Linked DNA regions of Mus musculus: region 2 is linked to region 1. Evidence: chromatin contacts called from public promoter capture Hi-C data. All regions are on one chromosome and are shown on one strand. The core of a region is the stretch at or near the end of the contact, and the rest is flanking DNA. Distances in the headings are between cores, read along the strand shown.

Region 1 (2,747 bases), core at 108-2,607:
TTGCCTGTTTGTTACCAATATGTTGCTTCTAATGTAACTTTCCTCTTCTCTTTGCGTACATTGTTATAAACTAGCAGGGGATCAAAAAATTTGAGTAAATAGGCTCAAAACACAAATATGGTCCATTAAAGAAGCGTTCCATTCAGAATCTTTTAAGGGAGGGGAGGGTTATAAGATGCCTACACGATGTGGCCTAGCTACAACATGGCTTGACTCTCCATCTTCTCTATGAGAGTGCCAAACCATTTCCTATTCTCCAAGCAACTAGAACATACGAATCGGCGCAGAGACATTGCACTTTACAATAAAAAGCAAACTTCCACAGATAGCTAGCTAGTCTGCATCCCTTATCTCGTCTCACCAACCCCGAGGCTGCCACAGGCTTTGCTCATCAAACATCAAGAAACCGTCCCACTTGTTAAAACCGATCTCCAGAGCTACTTTTCAACATTCACAACTCCCACTGCCTCAACACCACCTCACCAGAACCCCCTGACATCTTCCATTATTTCCTTCCCAACATCTAAAATCCTGTCGAGTCGTACTTGCGCACGTTCATCTTATCCGTGTCCAGGTGGTTTACCAGAATATGAACAGTGCTTAGAACACTGGGTAGAAAGGGGATGAACTGAACGGGAGCAAGGGCAAGTTCCGTTTTGCCACTGACAATAGGTGAATGGAACTCTAAGACAGAAAGCTGTGCGAGTCTCCAGCCCTGAGCACTGGGGACTATTTCTATTGCATCAGTAAAACCTAGAACCCATCTGCAGCGATCCATTGTTAAGAACAGGACATGACACTGTAACAAACTACCTAGACCCACGTATGTTTATTGGACAATTTTAATCAGACAACTAACATGCTACTTAACAAAAGCTAAGCTTGGCAGTATATTAATAGATACGTGTAAGCTAAAATGCAGTTCCGTTCCGGAATCTTGGAAGTCTAGCGACCTGGGCACGCAACATAAAACCCTTGCCTTCAAACAACAAATAATTAGGAGTGCGAGGAGGCCTTCATCACAGAGAGGAAGATTCCCTCCGCGCGTAGACAGCGTCACCCACCAACCAAACTGGGCCCTGCAAACCCTGAGTCGGGAAGACGAGGAGTCCTGAAGAGCACGCTCACTCTGTCCGCCGCCGGCATCGCAGCAGCTGAACCAATTCTGTCCGTGATTAAACAAAGCACCGGCACCCGCCCCCAAAACGGCGCAAAAGGGTCAGCCAGGGATCCTGCGTACCTGCTGCAGGGAGGCGCAGCCCTGACACCGCGCGAGGTCGGCTGGCCCGGGCGCCGCCGGGTGCGTCTCGCCGGGCATCATGGTGCTGCGGCCCGGCCTGCAGGGCGCGCGCTCAGGGGCCCGCTGCCTCGGCCCTGCTCCGCCGCCCCAGCCACCGCCAGCCTGGCCGCTTCCCGCCGGGCGCGGGCAGGTCCATGCGTGCGCCAAGGTCCCCGTGGAGCCGGCCTAGGGCTCAGACCAGCGAAGCAGCCCAGGGCACTTGAGAGCGGCGCAGCCCCGAGGGCCCAAAGCGACGACAGCACACGAGGTCCCCGCCCCACCCAGCCCCGCCCCCCGTCGGGGCTGCCCGCAGATCCGCCTGATCAAAAAGCCAGAACGAAGCGTGGTCGTACAAAAAGCAAAGCCTTAGGACACATCTTGGAAGAGATGAACAAGAGCCAGGGCCTGCCTTCACGAACTGTCTGTGCATCTGTCAGCTGCCTCATTACAGGCCCTGTGTAGACGCCTAAATCCCTTCAGCCTCCAAGGGGCGGGGGTTTTGCGATGTCATTGGCATGCCGACCACCGAAGGAGGACCCGAGCCTGGGTTTGGAAAGTGCGAACGCTTCTTGCAGAGCTACTGCACTATTCTCCCAGTAGACAGGCAGGGAGCGGAAGAAAAACTACAATTCCCGGAGTGCCTCGCAGCGGCAGGGTGAGCACCGCCTGGAGGCCAACCTCTAGGGCTCCATGCTCTGCTACTAACGTGTGGGGTGTGTCTGCACGCAGCCAACCAGACAAACCCCTTCGAGCCGGTTTCCCAGTCATCTTCACCCTTAGGCTGGAGAGGTGGAAAGAAGAAATCCTCATTCAGCTTTAAAAGCCACTTGAAATCAGGGCTTGAACTCTCGCTGACATCCTAGCATTGTATCCACTCTCCTCAGAAACTTTGTTGCCATCAGTATCTGTCTACTAGGAAGTTTCTGGCGGCTCCTCATCTTCTGGTTACAAAGTCCCAATCTCAACAACAGTGTTGCATTTATTAGTGAGGGTTCTCTAGAGTCACAGAACTTATGGGTAGACTCTATATAGTAAGGGAATTTATTGATGACTTATACTCTGTAGTCCAACTCGCCAACAATGGTCAGCAGCAGCTGTGAATGGAAGTCCAACGATCTAGCAGTTGCTCAGTTCCACAGGGCAAGCAGGCAAAGAAGAGAGAGCCTATCTTTCTTCATCTAATGTCCTTATGTAGGTCTCTAGCAGAAGATACGGCCCAAATTAAAGGTGTGTGTCACCATGCCTGGATCTGGGACTTGCTTTGTCCCAGATGACCTTGAACTCAGAGAGCTTCCAATCTTAATCTCTTGGGATTCATAGCCAGTATATGCCTCAAGATCTCCACGATAGGGGCTGGTCAGATGGCTCAGCGGGTAAGAGCACCTGACTGCTCTTCCGAAGGTCCAGAGTTCAAATCCCAGCAACCACATGGTGGCTCACAACCATCCGTAACAAGATCTGACTCCCT
Region 2 (2,747 bases), core at 164-2,663, about 11 Mb after region 1:
TTTTTTTTTCACTAGTGTTCTTTAGTATACATATGACGTAATCTAATTTCCTTTTTTTGTTTGTTTGTTTGTTTTTTCGAGACAAGGTTTCTCTGTGTAGCCCTGGCTGCCCTGGAACTCACTCTGTAGACCAGGCTGGCCTCGAACTCAGAAATTCACCTGCCTCTGCCTCCCAAGTGCTGAGATTAAAGGCGTGAGCCACCACTGCTTGGCCTAATTTCCTTTTAAACTTGTTAGTAAAAGTACTTAATTTTTATATTTTAGGCAGGGTCTACTACTAGTCCTGGCTGGCCTGCAATTCACAATGTAAAGAATTCAAAGATCTGCTTACATGTCTCTTGGGTGCTGGGATTAAACATGTGTAGCACCATGCCCAGTTGAGTTCTTCAACATTTTTCTACTTTGGTTTTGGGAGTGCTATCATTTAGCTATTACTTTTTAGCTTTATCCCAATCCTTTACTTGTCCAAATTCCTATCTACACTCTAGCTTAACTCATGCATAGCCAATTACACAGCGTCCTTCGTTCACATATAAGCTTACATACAGTATTTGCCGTTTCTAATTCCTAGCCCCAGTTTATTGTATTTATACCGATAAGCACTGCAGGTTAGCTCAGTAGTTTCCAAGTTTTCCACAATAATACCTCATTTTATGCATCAAATATTTATGGAGCACCTAAGTTCCAGATATTTTGTTTGGTACAAATACTCGTGTAAACAGAACCCTGGCCTTGAAGACAGTCAGTCTCGCTCGCAGTCTGATGATCTAAGTAAACTTTAAGAGGCTTGGTGGGCAGTGAAGATAAGACGCACATAAACACTTTATAGCACTAGAAAATGAGAAGCAGAAGCAAGCACACATTTCCAATCGCACAGAAGAAAAGGGTGGTTTGGCTAGTCTCATTGTAAATGACCTAACAAAACAGCAAAACGAGAAGCCTAATCCATAATCCAGCCTGCCTTAAAATCACTTGGGAGATGTACGGGGGAGAACGCTTAGCTTGGTCCTCACTGAACTAAGAATAAAGAATGTCGCCTTTAGATTTAAGTTTCTCAGGTGCACCGGCCACCTAAAATTGTACATCTTTTCGCAGACCTGGTTCCCCAATAAACTGCTCCCTCGTTCTGAGCAGGCTGCTTGGGCTGGCCTTTTCCCTTCCCTCGGTCGACGCCGTGCATGTCACGCGTGGGGCCTCGCCTTGCCTGCCTGAGTCTCGCGTGGTGACTCTAATACGCGCGCAAGGGAGTCGGGAAAGAACCTGGCCAATCCAGGGAGCCAGACTGACAACCAGGGCCAAAAAATGTGTACTTGATTGACATGAATGCTGACCAATGAAAAAAGAAGAGCAGCGACGCTTCCGCCCCAATAGGCCGGCTGTTGGCAATTTCAGCCAATCGCGCCCAGAAACTTGTCTGGTGGGTGGTCCCCGAGGCGTGGAGGTTGGTGGCTGTTGAGCGGTTCCCGTGGTAAAGTCCCCGAGTGGAACATCTCTGTCGGAAGAGAGAATGAGTTTAGCTCTGAGGTCGGTAACGAGGAGGCCGTGCCTCCGTCCCCCCAGAGGGCCAGGGCGGGTGTGGACGGGAGACCGGGTCGGGGGCGGGTGCCCAGCGCCGAGCACCAGACCTCGGCGGTTCCCGCCTCCGGGCACCGCCGCAGCCCGAGTGAAGTCTCGCGAGGTTTCCCTCACGCGACTGCGGGACTCAGCCCTGGTTGCCTGATTCCCCCTGGAAAGTCGCAGGAGCGCTCGCCTTTCTCCCCGGGCCCCGAGGCACGCTGTGCTCTAGGCGTCTCGGGTGGAGCTCGTTTCCGTGACACCGTCCTTTCACTTCCGTCCATCCCTCCCCTCATTGGCTCCTCACCTTGCCCATCTACAGTTAAAGGTGCCCCGGGCGGGCCGCGCCGCGCCGCCCCTTTGGCTCCGCAGGGTGACGAAGGAGGCGGGAGCTGGCGTGGGGGTGTGGCGAGTGGGGGCAGCCGGGGTCACGTGGGCCACTGGGCCGGCGTCCCTGAGCCCGACGGCGTCCAGACGTAAATAGCGCGAGCAGTTAGTTAGCCGAGTTTCAAGGGTTTGAGGTTTAAAGCTTCCATCTTTTAGAACGTGCGGATACACGTGCTGTATCCTCGTTTACACATTTGGACCGCTTTTTGCATTGGCAGCTTTTGAAGGCAGACATTTTCAGATCCAAGTGCCCTTTTTAGATTTTTCTTTAAGCTTCTCCAGAGTTTTAAGACGTTTAACCTATCGTTTACATGTTAAGTGAGAGTTAAAACACTTTTAAACATCACGTAGACTTAAGCACGACTATTAGATGCTGTGATTTTTTTTTTTTTTTTTTTTTGGTGTCTAGTATTTGAATGTTTAGACCCTTTTATATTTTGCCTGGCTAATATCAGTGGAATAAAACCACAAAGCAGTGTTACAAATGTATAATCTAAAAACATTTTGAGCTTACAGTGCAAAAGTAATCTTTTAAGTTTTATGGTTGTTTTTTTGTAGTAATTGTGAGAATTTATAAGCTGTCCAAAATCAAGTCTATTCTGGTTGATTGTTTTGTTCTTTATTTTTGGTAGATGACATTGTTTTGTTCTTTATTTTTGGTAGATGACATGAATAATATGTATGGTGTTTTCGGTGCTTTTGACTTTGTTTAGGATTTCTCTTATAAAAGTACATTTGACTACAGGACATTGATTTAGGGGCAGTTCCTTTATTTGCCAGGCTACTCTGCTTTGTTAAAATTTAGA

Evidence for each region. Promoter capture Hi-C pulls out the DNA fragments that hold promoters and counts their contacts.
Region 2: a contact with region 1 is called in a promoter capture Hi-C map of liver, with 2.8 times the contacts expected there. The contact joins the promoter of Cetn3 here to the promoter of Ice1 in region 1. A contact is called at or near these places in 2 of 39 promoter capture datasets (liver and pre-B cells) and 1 of 484 Hi-C or Micro-C datasets (CD4 T cells).

What each region holds. Positions count from the first base shown.
Region 1 is chr13:70,636,277-70,639,023 of GRCm38.p6, forward strand. It overlaps Ice1 (interactor of little elongation complex ELL subunit 1), which reads right to left and starts at 1,358. Exons shown (of 19, transcript NM_144837.3): 1 at 1,241-1,358. The coding sequence starts at 1,321.
Region 2 is chr13:81,781,834-81,784,580 of GRCm38.p6, forward strand. It overlaps Cetn3 (centrin 3), which reads left to right and starts at 1,414. Exons shown (of 5, transcript NM_007684.4): 1 at 1,414-1,524. The coding sequence starts at 1,508.